Regions from separate parts of the Mus musculus genome. Here region 1 is linked to region 2. The links are chromatin contacts, called in public Hi-C maps. All regions are on one chromosome and are shown on one strand. The core of a region is the stretch at or near the end of the contact, and the rest is flanking DNA. Distances in the headings are between cores, read along the strand shown.

Evidence for each region. Hi-C and Micro-C count contacts between places; a contact is called where the count stands out from the background.
Region 1: a contact with region 2 is called in a Hi-C map of stem cell-derived cardiac mesoderm, with 5 times the contacts expected there. The contact joins two enhancer-like sites. A contact is called at or near these places in 13 of 484 Hi-C or Micro-C datasets (the N1E-115 cell line, adipose-derived mesenchymal stem cells, cortical neurons and 5 more) and 5 of 115 datasets of contacts at active chromatin or transcription factors (a beta-TC-6 cell line, embryonic forebrain, embryonic stem cells and 1 more).

What each region holds. Positions count from the first base shown.
Region 1 is chr13:116,702,029-116,707,310 of GRCm38.p6, reverse strand. No RefSeq gene overlaps it. Among named protein-coding and RNA genes, the nearest start is that of 4930435F18Rik, 130 kb to the left of the region's middle. Within about 2 kb of position 1,475, at least 37 of the 459 cell types and tissues checked have an H3K27ac peak or open chromatin away from gene starts, as enhancers often do. A contact at or near this core is called in stem cell-derived cardiac mesoderm, where this site is marked.
Region 2 is chr13:116,521,362-116,526,647 of GRCm38.p6, reverse strand. No RefSeq gene overlaps it. Among named protein-coding and RNA genes, the nearest start is that of Isl1, 210 kb to the right of the region's middle. Within about 2 kb of position 2,532, at least 16 of the 459 cell types and tissues checked have an H3K27ac peak or open chromatin away from gene starts, as enhancers often do. A contact at or near this core is called in stem cell-derived cardiac mesoderm, where this site is marked.

The DNA of each region.
Region 1 (5,282 bases), core at 226-2,725, 180 kb before region 2:
AGCTCACCAAGGCTCACCTTAGTGCTAATCAAGATTGTTCAATGCACGTTATAAATCTGATATTATATTTATTGCTTATCTTTATTCAGGAGGTTAGACTCCATCCTAGGGCTGTCCCCTTTCAAAAAAATGTTTTCGGGTGCATGTGTTTCCACTTTGCACTTTCAACGGACTGGAGAGGACAATAGTGTGAAAAACATCTGAAAATATGAGGCGACAACAGGGCATGTGTGTTTCATTTCTGCAGTGTTAGGGTGGAAAGTAACAAAAGAAACACACACACACACACACACACACACACACACACACACACACACAGAGTGAGGCCCAGGGACCCAGCACAAAAGACTTGCTGACCCAAAGCTAACACAAGACAAATTAAAGAACAGAGCAGGGACTGGGAGGGACTGGAGACAAACAGTTGGGGGGAAAGATCGCATCGAGTGCCTAGGACAGATGAAATACGGGAGAGAGAAGAGCAGACAAAGTAGTGCTCAGGACTGGAACTCACACCCCCGAGGCTGTGGAACAATACATTTGCTTAAAATACGAAGTTTCTTCGGCTGCACAATAACATAAAGGGATCACAAAATAAACATTACTTCTCTTGCAAGAGCGGAACAAACTGGTCACTCTAAACCAAACACAATTGTTCCAGTTTAATTGTGGGATCAGAAAACCCAGGCTGACTCCAACTCTCCTCTCGCTGCATGCCTATGAAGGGTAAAGTCTAAGGGGGTTGGGATTGGACTGCGAAACGCCTTTTCAGTGAAGCGACATCAATATTTGCAGAGTTTAAAGCTTCAAGAATACAAAGGCAGGCATGAGATTATCTGATTATCCACGGATACCATACCGAAGAAAGGAACGATGTTGCCTCTAAAAGGTTGAATAAGTTTTATTAATAAATAAATAAATAAATAAATAAATAAATAAATAAATAACCAATCTGTTGGTAAAAAGAATATATATATATATATATATATATTCAAGTGCTTGAAAAGGAATGAGGTCTAGAGCAGCAACTCCGGAGCGGGCAGTACAAGCCAGTCCCGAGGCCTCAGGGCTCAACCAAGGCCGGGGAGCGCTGCTCCAAAGTGGTGAGAGCCTCTCAGGAGCCAGAAGCCCCGCAGACCTCGACGGGATACCGGAGAGCCGGCAGCGGCTGGAAAAGAATGCTGAGGCTTCCAGGATAAACCGATCTGGGTCTAAGCCTCCGTTTCCTCGCCATCCCAAAACAGTGCCTTTAAAGGAGACATCATCGCCCTAGGACCCGTGTCCCATCCTGGGGACCCTGAATGTGCCCGACACCCCAGAACTGAGGGGCGAATTCTGGTTCTGTCCTCCTCCAGACGTTCTTACTATCCTTTAATTTTATTGGCCAGCCTGTTGCTCAGTGGACCTGGAAGGGTGAGCCTAGGGTTCCCGGACGCCCCGCTGAGTGCCTTTTCCCTAGACGCCTGCGGGGACCCGGCTGGAGATCACAGCTCGGAAAGTGTGCAGAGGCGGACTTGCAAGGCCGGGTTCCCTCCTGATGCTCACCTCAGGCGGCCGCTGGAAGTTCAGTCCCAGCGCTAGCTTTTCTCCGACAGAGACCCGATTGCCTTTAACTCCCGAGGCTGCGCTCTCCACCTCGTCCCAGGATAATTGCGCATTTCTCTACATTTAGAGCTTTGGAAATTGAGAAAGCGCGCTTTCATTTGTGCATCGTCTGCCGACAGCCCCTTCGCGTTAGAGTCTTTTCCCTCCTCCCCTCACGTACACACACACACACACACACACACACACACACACACACACACACACACACACACTTTTTAAAAAAAAAATAAATGATTTGAAATATCAAAACAAACCCTGAATCAGTCCGCCCAATTTTATGCTCCATCTCCCCTGTCTACCACAGTTTCTCTTTGTGGTCTATGGAAAAACAGTGTTTAGAGCCATTTGCAATTTCCTTTGTCACTTGCCGCTCTGTGTATGTTGGTTTTACATGTCATTTGTTTGCCAAATCAGGTTCTATTTCTTCAGCCCAGGATTCAGGATCTTTGTTCCTAGATCAATTGCCCTTTGCTGGAAGAAAGGCAGGACTTTTTTTTTTTTCTTTCTATCCACCTGATGCAGAAACTGTCAGCAAGCATTAAGTCACCAGGAGGACATCAGTGTGACAGATTCTGGCCTCTGAGGGTTTTGATTAAAGACCCCCCCCCCCAAACTCCCGCCTTGCCTTCCTAGCACTCTGTAAAGGTCATAGTTTGAAGCTGTGGTGGTGTTTATTGAATGTCTAATCTTGACTTCCAGGTATTGTAGAATCCTTCTTGGCAGGACCAAGCGGTCCTGGACTTCCAATACACCTGAATGCGTAGAGCATGTAGTCCCGTGTAGTCCTGTCTTCGATTTCCCTGGCCATAGGATGCCTACCTGCCTCATATGAATGGTGGACATTAATAGTTTCAGGTTCCTTATTAACTTTCTCTGGTTTGCTTATTGATTTCTTTACGTGATTATATCTGACTCAACACAGCCTAAGGATGTGGGTGACACTATTATTTCCCTGATTAGTATTCAAAACAAAACAAAACAAACCCCCCCCCCAAATTTAAAAGAGATGTTGGGATTGGTCCAAACATTTTCTTTTTAACTTTTTTTTTTTTTTACATATGTGTATTTCATTCTACAAACTGACAGTTGTACATTAGAAGCAGCTCAAAATGACTGGAAAGTGATTGGAGGTCAAATTCAGGTAGTCATGGCAATACTATCTTGGATCAGCCATTTGAGTTAGGTGATCACTTGTCCACCTTGGAAGAGAACCTTAATTAAAGGCAATTATATTACAATTTGCCCATACTCAGCAACCAAAAATAAGTCAAGAGTTTTGGCTGTTTCAGCAGATAGATGTCTCTGGGGTTGTTTGAAATTATAAAAGTGACTTGCTTTCTTCTGGGGATGTGCTGCATGTTAACATGAGCAAGTGGTTCATTCTTTATTACCTCTCCAGGTACTTTTAGATATGATGTCTCTTCCCGTTAAGTTTTTAGCTGTAATCACTACTGTCATCTGAGATGTTAAGTGCAGCATACACACAAGTAAACAACAGAACGGTGTGGTGATGGCCTCACTTCAGAGTACAGCTGTCCCCATGGGTTCAAGGTGTGTTCTTGCTACTCTTGTCTTCACAATTGAACACAATTCGTTACCTAAGATTATCATAAATTCCATGACAGACCAATATTATAGCTGACCCAAGCTGTAGCCTTTTTCTTAAACGGAAGGAAAGAAAAAAATTAACAGAAAACTCTTTGGGTTTTGTGAAGTGAACTCAAGCCAAGTAACAGAGTTTGGAAAAAGCAATGCCTTTTATACTCCAAATATTTAACTTCAGATCAGTATATGACAGTCCTGGATAAAGAGCAAAGAGACATTTTGATTGTCTTTTGGATTGACAATGATTGTAACCAGACTGAAGGATTGCCCAAGAAGGAGCAATCTCCGATGTCCATCCAATCACTAACTGGCAAGAAAAGATTCAGGCTAAGGAAACTTCTGACCAATCTATTTTGATTCCACATTTCTGAAACAACATTCTGATTATCACTTAAATTCTCTGTGAAGCTCCTGAACTGTGAAAATATTTCTTGCTAGGTCTTTGAGGATTTTTTTTTACCACTTTATATGCATAATGTAGGTATCAGTTCTTAAAGTTGGTCTTGAACAATTTGGCCTAAATTTCTCTGAGGGACAGAGAAAATCTGGATTTGTTAAGAAGCCATTTTTTTCCAGTCCTGCAAAATCAGTCCTTAGAGACAAAGAGGAGGCTTCTAGAAAGGGCAGTTATACTAATACATGATGGAAGTGGTATAACCTTGGCTATCTGCTCAGAGGTCAAGACAGCAGCGTTGCTTTTATGTGCCCAGAGCCTAGAATTTGGAGATATTAAGAAATGCTTTTCTAAATGATCAAATTAAAGCCTCACGCCTCTCTGTATCTCCTATCAAAAATTAATTCATGCAAACTATTCTTGGAATTAATTACAGTTTTGGTCTCCACCGAATCCTGAGTGCATTAAGTTTGACACCAACCGCTGTAATGTATCATGTCTTTTTTTAATGGTGAATGTAATTTAATTACATGTTCTCTTGATGCTGAATTCTGCTATTTGGGAAACACATATGATACATTATTTTATTATCTTTGTTTCTAATTCTGTTAACTCTTATCTGTTCTCAGTAAAAGGAACTACTAAATTTATTTAGCTGTCTCCACAGAAAACCCTTCTTCTCCTAGCTGCAGTAGCTTCCTGTTTTACTTTAGAAATTTTTACTATTGCAGTCTTAATGCTCCAGAGATGAACGCACCTGGATTTAGAAAAAACATTAGTATCTCCATTATAGCTACTAAAGGATTAAATCAGATAAAGCATATAAAGGACTGAACATAATATCTGACACTTAGTGTTAAAAAGTGTATCTTGGCAATAATTTTCAACACGTAAGACCTTCACAGGATGAGGTATAATGATACTTGTTTCCTTCCTTTCCTTATGCCTCACTTAGAATTTTTCCTCTTGCCAGTATACTTAGTTATTTTTCCTCAAAATACAATTTATTAATGTTGAGATTCAGGGATTTAATATCTATGCCAAGATTGGTGCTTGGATCAATATTGGTGCAATGTGCCTGGATCTGGTGTTTGGTGGTAGTGGTGGTGGGGGGTCTATGTCCTCATTGGCAAATGGGCATCTCCTTTGAAACTATTTTCAGAAATTCTTTTGAACAAAGTTTAAATTAGTTATAATCTCTCACTGACCTATTGGTGACCTTCTTTTTTATATATCTCTACTTGTAGATATTTTTCTCAATCTTTTATTTATTTATTTTTCCATTTTTTATTAGGTATTTAGCTCATTTACATTTCCAATGCTATACCAAAAGTTTCTCAATCTTTTAAATCTTTGAGTTGTTAAAACAGAACAGAACAGAACAGAACAAAACAAAACAAAATAACTCTGAAGATTTGTGGAATCACTGTGTATTCTACCATAAATGAGTTTAGACATATGATGATTTCTACTACTTAATTCAGTTCCTACTGATCTGTACTAAGATATTTTCTCTTAATCATTACTGCAAAAGCCTACTTAAATTGTGTTTCTGAATAGCCATGTCATATAATTTCCAAACCTTCTGTTGGGCAGTGGTAGCTCATAACTTTAATCCTAGCACTTGGGAGGTAGAGGCAGGCAGATCTCTGAGTTTGAGGCTATCCTGGTCTACAAAGTG
Region 2 (5,286 bases), core at 1,283-3,782:
CATTGATATAAAAATACCCTTACATAATAGCAATAGCAATGCTAGAAGTGTATGTCTATGAAAACAGCCTGATTTTCAGAATAGTTCTGACCCTGAGTAGTGTGTTGCACCAAACCTCTTACTGAGCAATGGCAAAATATAAGAGAAGGAAGTAAAATACTTCTGAATAGGCAGAAAGACTGGAGCCATTTTTCTAAACAGAAAATCCCATAAACTATTACAAAAAACAAACACACACACACACACACACACACACACACACACACACCTTAAATCAAAAGCTCAATACCATTTTCTGAAAACAATATTGAAGGATAGGTACTGAGTATAGCCAAGATGATTCTATTCTACCAGTAATCATTTTATAGATATTCTATTACAGCAGTGTGACTGGGAAGCTGAGGGACATAGAAAGATTTCCAAAATAAACTAGAGTCCAAAACCACAGCAAAGAGTGATGAGAAATTTTACAACAAAGGGAGAGAATGATCACGCCATGAGAAGAAACAATGTTGGAGCAGTTGGTTTTCTGTATGGGAAGGAGTCAATCTTGTCTCCATAGAAACCTACATGAGGAAATAAACTCAGATGCTTCCAAATTATGGGAAAGAACTTTGAATCATTAGATGACACCAAAGAAGAAGACCTTCGTTTTGGAATTCCTTAAGAAATACACAACAGAATGGCTTGTATTTACTCCTATCAAAATAAAAATAACATCAGAAACAAAGCTTAGTTGTGGTTCCTATGCTGCAAATGGTGAGACCAAGTAACAACCGCAACAAAAATCACACTATGTGACAGGTCTCCTGTTGGAGGATTTTTATTATAGGAGAGAGGGCACAGAAGCAGCCTCTGGGAGAGAAAGGGAAGAAGAGAGTGGATGAAAGGAGAACATGACTTTTATTGGGGCTGTGCCACATGCGCAAGGAGATGTGCAACAGGGCGACTAACAGTGATGATGCGTCCTGTTGCCTGGTCCCTCAAAAGCTGAGTATAACGATGCCTGATTTTCACTTTCAGCTCTCTGTGAATGGGCCTGATTGCTAACAGTAAAGACATTTGCGAAGGCTATGGTGGAGATTCAGGAAAGAAAGCGAGAGAATCATGGAGAAGAAGAAAAGGAAGAGGGAGAGGAAGGGGAAAGAGGAGGAGGAACAACCAGGAGAAGAAAAGGAAAAACTAAAGTTGAAGTGTACATTGTTTGAGGTCAGTAGAAGTCACCTAAGATAGAAAAGTCTGAATGGCCAACTAGAAATAAAAGATGCAGAATCTCACTGAAACTAAAGGATGCTGATGAAACTGTGCTGAGATAACTTCACCGCCACCCTATTGCCAAATAAAAGAATTAAGCTCTACTAAATTAGCCCTTGTGAAGGTGCATAGCAATGGCAGCATGCAAGCTTTGCTGCGAGATGTATGTTGGTGCAACCACTCCAGAAAAGACTGGCAACGCCTACTGGTGGTGAATACATGGCACTTATGATCCAGGACTTAGATGCCCTGAAAGGTCCACAGCAGCACATCCTCGGGTGTATAGTCTGTAATAGAGAAACAAAATCGAGATCAATAATTTCCCACTGAGATCAATAGGAAAGTGGGTAAAAAGCTTATAGCGTGAGCAACAGTTGTAACCTCTGTGAGTGTGTCTTTGTGTGTGTAGTCACATATCATATCTACAGATGCATGCATACTTATGCATACACACATATATCTATGAAATTAAAAATATTGTCAGGCAACTTACTGCATGATACATACATGCATACATACATATATACCTATATAAGACAGCAGCAATATAAATTTTCTTTTAAGTTATTTGGTTTTGAAACCATTTCATTATTTGTCTCAGGGTAGTATATAATTCATAATATTCCTGCTTTAGCCTCTTGAATACTGGCATTAGTCATGAGCAACCAAGGTTGATATATGATATATATTATATACGTGTGTGTGCATGTACATGAGTGTGTTTCTGTGTGTAATTTAAAACAATTCATTACCAGTATATTCATGCACATAGTGCAGAATAGACTGACTTGGTGGCAGCATACCACTATCTTGTATCACTATCTTGTAATTATTTATGGTTATGACAAAAGTGCATAACAAACATGAAGAAAGGATTAAAGTGAATCTCCATTTCCTGATTTTTGATATGAAACATCACATAATGTACATATGTGTTAATATCCATGCCCTTCTGTATGTATCTTTCTTTTAAATCCGAGCTTAAAAGTACAAAGCATATGACATTTACTATTTTGTGGTATTTTCATATTAACTTCTGTATACATATTTCCTTCTTGGTGTTAAGTATCTGAAACCATGAGAGTGAATCAGCCTGCTGCTCTATGATAATCTGAGGCCAAAAGTCTAACAGAGGCATTAGAATCCTAAGGAGAAGGCCTGAAAAAACAAAGTATATCAAAAATGGTAATTTACCTGCCCCTTTCAAGAGGCAGCCAAAGGCAGTGTGGGGTCCCTGCTGTGCTGCTAGTTAACGTGCAGCTCCAGCTGGCTCTGGAGTGTTGCTTTGAGAACACAGAGGCAGGGGAGCAGCCAAGGTCTTCTGGGGAAAAGAGGCTGAGCAGAAGGTAGGGTGCAGAAGTGACTTCTCCTGGGGATGAGGGGCGGGGGAGGAGGGGTCGGCAAAGCAAAACAAACAGAGACCTGCAAAGCTGAGGATAGAAGACACACTTCCCACTTGAGGACGCCTGAGGCTGCTGAGGGTTTTTATTTAGATCAGTCTCTGTCTCTGCCTTCCTTGCTTTGTCCTCTGCTCTCAGGTCCCGCCTTTCCTCTTTCGCTCCCACCCCCCACCCCCCCTCTCGCCACCTCACACATCAAGAGAAGTTACAGGCCACTTTAAAGATCAATTCGGGAGACTACATTTCCTATTTTTATTTTGGAACTTTGAGGAGTTTTTCATGCCCTTTCATTTCTTGCCCCAAACAAATGCAAATCACCAATTGCCTTTCAAACACAAAATAGGAACACACAGTCAGCCTCTTTATAAGCCTGACATGTAAATAGCATGTTATCATCACTATGTGCACTGTGTGTTCAGTGTGTTAAACTCACAGGAAACCTATTAATCTGTTCTATTAATGTGCCAATAAGAAAGGAAGAGCATGAAATGATCTATATAAGACATGCTGAGGACCAGTGAGGGGCTGTCTTTATTCTAACTGTAACATATGGTACTTGGTTGAGGTGTGTCTCTTTCTGAGCTGTGAAATGACACTGAGGTGGGATATGTCACCTAGGTGCCGAGACGCTATTTTAAGGATCAATAACAATGTGATCCTAAGGAAGACAGTAAGCATTTCTACTCAGAGACTTCCGTTTTTTTGTTCATTTATGAAGATAGATTTAAATAAGTTTTGTTCTGTGGTAGTTATTGGAGAAAAACATAATGCAACTAGATAGAAATGAAATGGCTGAAAACACTTGTAATCTACCCAACCATACAGAAGTTAATTCTAGATCAATTTATCTCACTTTAGGTTGTGGCTTGTAAACAAAGAGCTGAAATAAGGCCAAATCTAAATCTACTGTGAAATTTGTGTTACAAAATGATTTGGGCACCTCTCGTTCTATCTCATTATCACCCTAGCTCTGAGAGAATCCTATAATTGTTTTTGTTTAATTGAGAATTGTTCCTCTTTACGAAGATGAAATTTGCCAGCTAAAATGGACAACGAGGGCTCTCTGAGCCTGCCTTGCAGCTGGAGGCCCCTGGGCTTTACCTAGACTTCATTTTGCCATTCTGATTCTCTTTGTTATGTGTCTCCATAGCACACTTACGTCAAAGTTCCTTTATTGCCATCGTAATACCTAAACCTTCTCTGCCTTCTAGCTGCATTGGAAGCAACTGCTCTGCTGTTGGGCTGTCTCTGAATGGCGAAGTAATGACTGAAGCTCTATAGCAAGCACAGTGAGGGAGGCAGCTGCCTTTCAGAAGACAACAGTGCTTCTATTTCCCAGTGAAGAGGTATACAAGCTAGTGAACATTGATAAATTTGCTAAAACTGGATTTACGCTAGACACAGGCATCACTGCTGCCTCTTTAATTTATGATGCTGAGAATAAATAAATGTGACTTAGTAGTACACTCACGTGAAAGTATATGTCTAATGACTTTGGTGTGTGGCTTGCTCATACCCTTACCTGAAAGAACATACGCAGTTCCTTGGATAGTGTGTAGTTTAAAATATTAAGGGAAAGCAATAGCATCACAATTTATTTGGCATTTTCTGAAATAGCTGGTAATAACCTATAAAAAAAGAAAAAAAAAAACTCCTACAGTTTATCGAAGCTATCATTCTGTATCATCATCTATAAAGATAGGCTTGGCTCGATACCAAAATTAAATGCTCAGTTTAGCTTAAAAATTCTCCTTTAAGTAGAATATTGTTTTCTGTCTGTTGCTTTCTGTTTTTTTTCTTTTTTTTAACAATTAATAATCATGGCTTAGTAAGGGTTCTTGAGGCAAGATCTATTAGTCATGCTTGACCCATTCCTTTTCGACTCACCCAATTTTCGGAACATCAGGTAGTTGTATTGTAACCAGAATTGAAACATCTGCAATCTTAATCTCTGTGCTTTCCCCATTACTTGAATGATTGAAAGGGGGAGATAAAGATTCCTCAGGCAGAGGTTGCTGCCAATCTTGGAGACGTCAAAGAATCTACTGTGTAAGAGGCAGTGCATGTAGTTCCTGGCATGATGCAGGTTCAGCCCTTGGGTAGAGAGAGAACAAAAACCATACACACCAAGCTAGATCCAGAAGGAATCTCAGGAGCAGAGTAGACCCAATGCAGTGTTAAGCAGACATGACACGTGGCAATATTTTTATATTAAATATCAACAGTCAAAAGAGGTTGGGTTGTTTTGTTGAGATGGTGTTATTAAAATCGTCGGAATATCTCCAAAGACAGTGAATGATTTACAAGAAGAACTTGAGCAGTGTCCAGAAGCTAAGAGGAAGAGTGGTTGGAGACCTGCCATTGAGCAGAAATGAAAGAGAGAATAATGAGGTACTAATCGTACCCAGACGTCCAGCTTGAGGGATAAGAAAGTGCAAATAAGCATGAGAGGGAAGGATATAAGAGAAGCTATTCATTTGGAGATTGCTGGCCTGGGGAGTAATGGGTTTAGTCTAAGAAACTGTACTGTAATGGTGTAGATGATCCTCTATGGGACGGTTGGGTATGTGGTTGAAACTTAGGGGAAAAAAGGAGGCTGTAATTTTGTATATAAAGCCATAAATGGGAAGAA